Regions from separate parts of the Mus musculus genome. Here region 2 is linked to region 1. A link is a contact called in public promoter capture Hi-C data. All regions are on one chromosome and are shown on one strand. Each heading gives the region's core, a stretch centred on a gene start, on an enhancer-like site or on the middle of the called end of the contact. The rest is flanking DNA. Distances are from core to core; before and after follow the strand shown.

Region 1 (4,577 bases), core at 867-3,366:
GTTGTGCGAAGGTCCTGGGACCTTAAGAGGTAGGAAGAGGGAGGGTGATAGACACAGGAAAAGCCAGGAGCCTTGCAGATGTCCAGTAGAGAAGAAAGGGTGGAGGCAGAGAGCTCTGAGGATGTCAGCAAGGGCTTTTCTAACACTTATTTACAGCCCACTTGCTGTGCCTGTGTGTGTAGAATACTCTGTCCTGTTAACCTACAATTAGCATGGGTTGGTGACTCCACTGGGCAACAAAGGAAAAGAGCTTGGGTTCCCTACTTGAGGGGAGATGGGGAGAAAAGACTGGTGGCAACTGAAATGTAAAGAACAGGTTGGCAGGAAGTGTGTAGATACTGGGGCTTGAGTGGATAGGAGAAACGAATCCCTGGAGACTTTCTCAGTCTCTCTCTCTCTCTCTCTCTCTCTCTCTCTCTCTCTCTCTCTCTCTCTGTCTCTCTCTCTCTGTGTCTGTCTCTCTCTCAGTCTCTCCCTCTCTCCCTCTGTCTCTCTCTGTTTCTCTGTCTCTGTCTCTCTCAGTCTCTCTCTCAGTCTCTCTCTCTGTCTCTCTCTCTGTCTCTCTCTCTCTCAGTGTGTGTATAATACCTGTAGTCTGTGCATCTGTGGTGCATTTGTGTGTATGCAGGTGCATATATAGTAAGCATTTCACTGTGGGGTGTATTTTTATCCATAGATTATATATCTAAAGTTCTGTGTGTGCCCATGTAAGTCTGTGTATGTCATCTGTAGTGTATTTGTGAAGTGTGTGTGTATGTGTGTGTATGTATATTATGCATTGCTTAAGTGTATATCTGTTCTTGTGTGTCCATATGTGCAAGTGGTACATGTGTGGTGTTGGTGTGTCTGTGTTGTGTGTGTTTGATATCTCTCAGTGTATATGCATATAGAAAGCTGAGTTTCTGGATGCTTTATTTGTTGACTTGTGAGGCTGAACTCTAGTGTCTGAAGTTAATATAAACTTAAACAGAATAAAAACTTTGTTCTGTAATTAGAATTGGTGGCTTTGCATTTTACATAAGGTTCTTGGAAGCATTAATGTATTGAATATACTATGAAAATTCGTCATGATTTTTAGCATGAAAGGTATACTACTACCAGGCATGGTGGCACATGCCTTTAACCCCAGCACTTGGGAGACAGAGACAGGTAGATCTCTGAGTTTTGAGGCCAGACTGGAACAGAGTGAGTTCCAGAATAGCCATGAATACACAGAAAAACCTTGTCTTGAAAAACTTAAAAAAAACAACAACGTGTATTAGTATTGTGTGTATGTGATGAATATGTGTGGATAAAGACCCACTGTGTGATGCAGAAGTTAAGAGAAGTTCTTCATTCTTGAACACCTTTTAAGATGGCTTGAAGCACTGGAGTATAATTTTGAGTCTACTCTACTAGCTCTGTGACCTCTTTAACCCCTTAGAGTTTTTATGAAGACTGAATGGGGCAGTGAACTTAGTGCCTAAAATGGCTGATGACAGTTTTTAGGTTTTTTTGTTTGTTTGTTTATTTGTTTTGTTTTGTTTTTTAGTTTTTTTGAGATAACATTTCTCTCTGTAGCCCTGGCTGTCCTGGAATTTACTTTGTAGTCTGGCCTCAAACTCAGAGGTCTGCTTGCTTCTGCCTTTCAGGTACTGGGATTAAAGGTGCATGCCACCACCACAGGCCTAATATTTGTTATTTAAACGTGCCATTTTGCTCAACTTGTTAGAGTAAAACCAATCAAATCCTCATTTAACCCTTTTAAAGCTACAGACTCTATTTCTCTCTTTCCGGAAGCACTTGTACGGAACCTCTGAGAGTCTATCTTCTCTAGCTACACTCTCAGATCTTCTTCTCTTGATGCATTGGTAGCTTTGGCTGGAGCAGCTTCTAGAGCCTCCAGAGCTTCCAGAGACACTGAGCTGCGTCTGGAGGAAAGCCTCAGGAGCCTCAGACTAGCTGATCTTTAGGAAGCTGAGAATCCTGCTGGGCCCAGGGGTCTTACCTCAGAGCTGTGTCTTCATGCCAAGTAGTCTGAGATGCCACAGTGTCCAACAGTCTTCTCTCTGGGGGAAGGGGCAGCAACTGGAGATTCTGCCTTTATTTTGTTCCTCTCATCCCTTTCTGGTGGATGCTGCTCTTTAGTCTTGCCTTTGACAAGTTCACAGAGTCTTTCAACTCCTCCGGTTTCTTTTCTGTAGAACATACTGCTGTGGAGGTGGAGTCCAAGACAGAAGTACTTCTCCAAACCATTTCTCGATTTCAAAATGAGAGTCAAAAAATTCTGTGAACAATCATTTCAGTTAAGGTTAATAGGATAATGTCAGGTGTTAAGACACTGGTTTCAATTCCATCCTCAGGTCTGTTCATCCCACCAGGCAGGTTTGATTTTGGAGATTTCATTGGCTTATGGGCCATCAACGGTAGATACACAGCAAGACGGTAGGCACGAGCCCTGGGTGTTATAGAATCTGGAACTTAACTATCTGATCTCGCTGGAAAGAAAATTGTTAAAGAGAAAAACTTAAACTCTGGTTCTCACACTAAGCAGAATGAAGGTGACAGGTCAAAGACTGTCGTCGTTCAGTCTGGAAAGAGGAAGAGTGGTAGACAGAATGGTTGCATCTGGACAGTTGTTGGGGGACAGAGCCGAGTCATTATCTTACAGCACGACGGACTCTGTGAACCATTCATTGCTGGTTCACTCCTCTCTCTAGTCCCCCTCCCCCATTTCAGATCCACCTCAGTGCCAGCCTCATGGTCCTTTCTTCTTCCTCTCATCACTGCCAGAGTAGAAAATGCATCAGAAACAGTGTATCTTCAGTGGTGAAAGCTTGGGAGTAAGAGCCACCGTCTATTCTGTCTACTCAGAACTTAATGCTTTCACAGCTAGACTACAGACTTATTTGAAATTGGCTTAAATCTTAGATCTTAATTCATTCCTGTCTGTGACCTTCAACTGAGCTACAGATCTTCTTGGTAGGCTAAGGATGACGTTCAAACTTATTACTACATTTTAGAAAGGACTTCCTCTGGAGGCTTTTGGGTTCATGTATAGATCCATATGTAACGGGGAATTACCGGGTCCAAACCTGCTTGTTCTGAACATTAGTAGACTAAGTCCCAGAGGGGTTAAGCAAATCATGATAGGTTTTTCATTAAACTCCCTTTCCACAGATGAAGGAGTTGAGACCCTTGAAACTCTCTGAGAGCCCATCCTAGATTCTGTTAACAGTTAATAAAGAAGCTGGGGTGAAAATAATGTGCACTAAAAATTCCAATGCACAGCTTGTGGGAATGATAGTGACTGTATAATACAGGGCAGAGGGAGCTGCCACACCCCGTGTAGAAATCCCAATGGTGCCTCTATCTCTATTATAGGGCTATCTGTATCTCTCTGCACATTATCAGAGTCTCAGCCTCTTCATATGTTAACATAAAAAAAAAGAACAGGAATGAGTTGTTTTTGTTGTTGTTTTTTGATTACCCTTGTGGGGATAAAGTGAAATACGTCTAAAAGGCTCAGTACAATGGCAGGCACAGGGCAAGTATTGAATGAATAACAGTTGAGTTGGTACTGGCATTATGTAAGTTGCAACAGAATGCACACTTACAAGTCCACTGGGCTGGAGCAAATGTATCCGAATGCCATAATTCAAGAAATATTTATGAATACTCTAGCCTGCCAGACAGTGTGCAAACTGAGACAAACAAGATAAATAATTCAAAGTAGTTGCCCGAAATGTTTACAGTTGTTGAAGATGCTACCTGAACTGAGTAGTTGAGGGATGTTGGAGAGAGATGTTCCAGGCCTTAGACACAATAGGTATTCAGGCTCCTCAGCAACATCGTCCGTTTCTTCATTTCTTAATCTTTTAAAAATTATATTTTTTATATGCGTGGACGTTTTGCTGTCGTGTATGCCTGTGCACCACATGTGTGCCTGGTGACCTAAGAGGACAGAAGAGGGTGTGAGAGTCCCTGGAACCAGTGTTGTAGATGGTGGTGAGCTACTATGTGGGTGCTGGGAATTGGACCAGTGTCCTCTGCAGGGCAGCCAGGGCCCTTGGCTGAGAGCCCTTGGCTTTTCATTTCTATATGGTTCATACTGTGGTTGGAGCCAAGGACACAGATCAGTTTCTTGACTTGAAATCACCTGACTTAATTAAAAGTGAAAGACAAATGAACAGTCATATCCCCAACGAAGCCATAGAAGGGAAGTCATTTCTTCAAGTGGTCTGTGTGTTTTCTACAGTGTTTGCGTCATCTGGTTTAATAATTAACTAGAGGGAAACAGCAAATTCTTGAAGAGAGTGTGGAAGATGTCGATTTTAGGTTTTCTAGTGATGAGAAGAAAAATTAAACACTCTCCCATTTTCTCTTATTTGTAGATTTTGTCATTTACACAGTGAGTGTCTTCATTGGTCAGGCAGCACAGGAAAGAGCTTTGAGAAAGTATTCGCCCAGCGGTTTCCAGCCTGAAGGAAGTCATAGGTGTCTGGGAGAGACTTCCCTCCCTCCCTTTCTGCTTCCGTGTGTGCATGCACATGTGTGTGCAGGTCAGAAGTCACTGTCAGAGCATCTTTCCCAATCAT
Region 2 (4,782 bases), core at 2,260-4,759, 550 kb after region 1:
ATTTGTTATGTACTTGCCAAGGAATACATATATCTTAACAAAATTCCAGGTGCAATTTATGTGTTTAAAGTGATATTTTTAGTAGTACTTCCCTCCCCTCCCCGGCCCCTGCCCCTTAACACAGGGTAAATACTGTAGGTAACAGCAATCTAACTTACCCCAAAAAAGCAGACCTTTTTTTTTTTCTATACTGTATGTAAATATTAAAGACATTATGGTCGGCTGGTTGGTTGGTTGGTTGGTTGGTTGATTTGGTTTAGTTGGGTATTTTTTGTTTTCGTTTGTTTTTTGTTTTTGTGGTACTGAAATCTACTTTCTAATATCTCTTAGATATAAACAAAGGGGACATTTGAAATGAAGTCTTAGGCTTTAACTTCCGTGATTATTTTTAGTTTATTATAGAGTAATAATTGGGATGCTATTTGTCAGTGACTTTAAAATGTCAAAAGTGGTTTGTTTCTTTTTATAGTTAATATAATTTTATGCTTTATCCAGACGCTGCTGCCATTATCAGTAAAGCTGCTGAATGCTGAATGCTTTGCATAACACATTAAGAAGCAGTGCGATTTTAAATTAAAGTTGCCTATATTTACCATGTTGTTGGTAAAAATTAGCTAATCTTAGGTAAAGTAGGAACATTTAAATTTTTATATTAATATAATTAAGATTGTACTGGATGACTTTGTTATTGAACTTTCCTTATACAATGAAAGGAAATGAAAAACTCATTGTGAATATAAGCTTTTAAAACTAGGGCCTGAGGGTGTGTAGCTCAGTTGGTAGAGTGTTTGCGTAGGTTCCACAAAGCCTTGGAGTCAGCCCTCACCCAGCACTACATAAACCAAGCCTGTTGGCACCTATCTATAATCCTAGCATATAGGAGATAGAGGCAGAAAAATCAAAAGTTCAGAATCGTCCTTGACTACATAGTTTGAGCATAGCCTGCAACACATTAGAACCTACCTTTTAAAAAGGTTTAAAAATAGGAAAACAAAATAAAATGTACAAATTAAACAATTGTATGTGAATTTGGATTTTGAGAGAAATTCTTTCAAACCACTAGAAATGTTTTTAAAATATTAGAGCAGAGCTATCAATGTTGGAAAATAATGTTTCTGCTTTTTCTTCATGGCTTGAAAATAAGATAAGCCCAACTTTATGACTATCTGCTGTCATCTATGGATCTGGTGAGTTCTCTTTGAGTTAAATACCTATGCATATCTTGGATTTGAATTCTTAGGCTTTTCCAGTTACCAAAAACCCGTAAGTAATATTTAATTAAGGAGGATACCATTCTTCAAAGTACACCAAACCATTTTTTATTATAGGATCTGTTTGGTTTTAACATATATTCTTAAATTCAGTGATTTGCTGTGATACAGGTACCCTAGTTTTTATAAAACAGTTAAAATATAATTTTAATGAACTTGGAGAAATATTAGTTGACTCATCATCATCCTATATATGAGAGGATATCATAGACACAATTATTCCTTTTCCTGGAGGATGGAGAAAAGGGGAATCACAGGATTTCATATTCTCATCTTAGTTGAATGGTGAGAAATTAGTTTTTATGAAAATTTTAGAAGTAGCCAAATTGATTTTGGAAAACCAGTGAATGACAGAGGAAGTTAACATTTTTTATATTTAGTATTACAGTGTTGACATTTCTTGCTTACCAGTTGTTAGAACTGTTAAAATTTGCAAATATATATTTGTGTGTTTATATATACATGCCTAATATACATCTGTAAGTAGCTGTCAAAGAATTTGTGGTTGAAAAACCAAACTTGTTAATCACCATAGTGCAGATTTTATTTTTGGTTTCTTGAATTGGTAAAGTCACCATGAGTAATTTAGTAATGGACTCTCCTAACATAACATGTTTTCAAATTTATATTGTTTTTTTCTTCAACATAAGCAATACAGATTTACCAACTGATCCAAGTCTTTTTAATTATCTATATTTCCTCACTAGATCATGTGTGTGTGTGTGTGTGTGTGTGTGTGTACGTACTTGAATTGTGAATGCTTTGGTCACTATTGTCTAAATCTAAAATATTTTGTCAGTTTTATGTTTGAAGCTCTTCCTCCTGATTTTTGTTCTTTCATTTTGTCCAGATAAATTTAGGTGTTCAAGAAATGATAACTAGGATCAGAAACAATATGTATTACTATCATTTTTTATATAGGAGTCCAAATTAAGTTTGTAGATTAAATTATTAAAAATAACACAATATTTTTAAAAAAACAGAAAAACAGAAAGCTAGCTGTATCCTCCCATGTTACTTCTTAAAATTTCTCCTCTGTTTGCCATTTTTTGGCAGTCATACATGCCTGCGGGATATTTCCTTTTAGTTAGAACCTTGTAAGTGAGGCTTTCTAACTGTACTTTAAAAATGCAAATTGTTTTATCTAATACTTCAGTTACAAAATAACTGTTGTTACCTTAAAATTATTATTTCCATGGTATAGATCAGGAATTAGCCCTTTTTCTCCTTTAGGAAGTCAGATAATAAATATATTAAAATGTTCAGGCCATTTGATCACTATAGCACTACTTATTTTAACTATAGTCTGTAAGTAGCCATTAACAAAATAGAAATGAATGTGAGTGTTCTAACTAAATTATTAGGCCAGTAGAATTTAGTTGGCTGATCACTGGCATAGATTGTTAGTAAAATTAAAGCCTCCAATCTATTTCTGTATCTGTATGTAATAGTTGATTATTCATAATACAGATTGAAGTAAAATTTTAGTTATAGGAAATAAATAAGAAGCATGATATATGAAGGTTCTTATTTATATTCTGAAGGATAACCTAAAGAATTTTGAGTGTGATGATTATATAGTATTTGCTAATCATTAAAATATTACACTTTAGTAGATTTTTTTGAGGATCATCAGATTGCAAAGATATATGCCACTTAATGAGTTGTCTCAAGCATGTGTGCCTCACTCACCAGTACTTAGATTCTTGAGAGAAATCATATGGAAGAGACAATTCAGCAGAACATTCAGACCATGTGTTTTCACTGGACATTGGAGAGTTCAGAATGGAGAAGACTATACGTGTACTCATAGAAAACATGTTGTGCTTTGGTATTTCTAATCAGTAGAGAAATTATATTGCATATAGAGGGAAAAGTCGCCAGAAGATCATATATCTTCTTCACAACTATATCCTCTGGTCATAACAAAATAAACTTGATGGCAGATCAGAGAATTTACTCTTGCAAAATGAATGAATTGGCCTTGAAAAAGCATTTACCCAGAACTCCATGTTGAAAACTGTTAGATACTGAATGAAAATGATGTTAACTATAACCAGCCTCCAAAGTGACCCTCAGTGATCATGGTCTGTGGAATTCACATTGTATAAGGCTCGACTTTTTTTGTTCAAAAGCTATTCTATGTGATTGCAAGCATCTACTGTGAGCATAAAGCACCAGTTGACTGCAAGTTAAGCTAGAACTAGATAACCATGTTTGTTTGCTCAGTCAAAGTCCAAGGGCCAAAGCATAACAACAAGATTATTTAGAATTTAACGTCCAACAAAAGTGGGGCTTTGGTCAGTGAGTAGGCTCTGCTTGTTGCCAAGTCTAATAATGAGTTGGACCCTAGAACACATTTTGTACAAGGAGAAAACTACAATAACATCTGTCCTCCCCACATGCCTTCATGCACACACCCACATACATACATACAATTAATATCCCTTGTGGATTAAGTAGGTTTTCTGTATGAGAATGTATTTTTAAGGGATTCAGACTGCTGCTTTACATGATCTGAAGTAAATAAAAGAACTTTTAGAAGTTACATTGGGGGAAAAAAGAGCCACATTAAATTGTACTTGTAATTCCAAGTTTACATGCATCCATTTGACTTTGCAGGTGAGTTTTACTAAATCTTTAAAGCCTTTACTAGATTGATCAAGCCCACATAAACTTGCCAACAAAATTCAAAAGAATATAGCTGAGGTAATCTTCATGAATTTAAATGCAAATAACCATTTGTATGTAATGAAATTTATAATTAAGAGTTAATTTTGAAAAAACAATGCAGAATAAAGGAAAAGTATGTGATTATGTCAGATATAAAAAGTTTTTTTAAAAATTTCATATAGGTATACAAATATGATCAGCTGGTGTTGTCATACTGTCTTCAGGCAAACGAAAAAGAAAATAAAGACAAAAAAAACTAAAAACATCACTGGATATGCAGGACACTCAGTCCTACAAGGTTCAGCTCAGCAGAATAATGCAGTTATAAGTTATTATGACCTAAGGAATAAGAAAGAACAGGTCTTTTGAATTGTGCTTCATCTTTTGTCCCCTACTACAGACAGGCACAGTATATAAAAGTCCATCTGCTGGACTTTTTATAGCCTTTGAAGACAAAACAGAGACGAAGGCCCCTCAGCTTTGGCATTGTTGGTATTTGGACACGATGGTTATTTGTATTGAGAGATGTCTTGTATATTGTAAGATCTCTAGCAACATCCCTGACCTTTACCAGAGTTAATGCCATTAGCATTCTTACCTACCCCATGAGCAGAGATGCAAAATGGCTTCAGACTTCTAGCGTTTTACAGAACAAAATTAACCATAGTTTGAATCTAACCTACATCTACTTTGAATTCTGATAAAACCTATTCTCACAAAGAGGAGCCTGCCAGACCCAAAACAATCAAGGAAAACTTCTCAGAAAACACACGTTTATGTTCTGACACCTCTTTCTTGAGCTGTACCATGTAGGTGACCATAGTGGAGAGGTAAGTAG

The links. Promoter capture Hi-C pulls out the DNA fragments that hold promoters and counts their contacts.
Region 2: a promoter capture Hi-C map of liver shows a contact between it and region 1, with 5 times the contacts expected there. The contact joins the enhancer-like site here to the promoter of Gpr33 in region 1. A contact is called at or near these places in 15 of 39 promoter capture datasets (the C10 cell line, HPC-7-derived erythroid cells, cranial neural crest and 8 more), 1 of 15 datasets of contacts at CTCF or cohesin (the NIH/3T3 cell line), 3 of 484 Hi-C or Micro-C datasets (cardiomyocytes, cerebellum and ventricular fibroblasts), 3 of 115 datasets of contacts at active chromatin or transcription factors (embryonic basal ganglia, embryonic fibroblasts and embryonic forebrain) and 3 of 9 other capture datasets (adipose tissue, liver and macrophages).

The regions. Positions count from the first base shown.
Region 1 is chr12:52,025,947-52,030,523 of GRCm38.p6, forward strand. It overlaps Gpr33 (G protein-coupled receptor 33), which reads right to left and starts at 2,117. Exons shown (of 2, transcript NM_008159.2): 1 at 1,988-2,117.
Region 2 is chr12:52,570,037-52,574,818 of GRCm38.p6, forward strand. It overlaps a transcript of Arhgap5 not described here. Among named protein-coding and RNA genes, the nearest start is that of 1700031P21Rik, 30 kb to the right of the region's middle. Within about 2 kb of position 3,510, at least 1 of the 459 cell types and tissues checked has an H3K27ac peak or open chromatin away from gene starts, as enhancers often do. A contact at or near this core is called in liver, where this site is marked.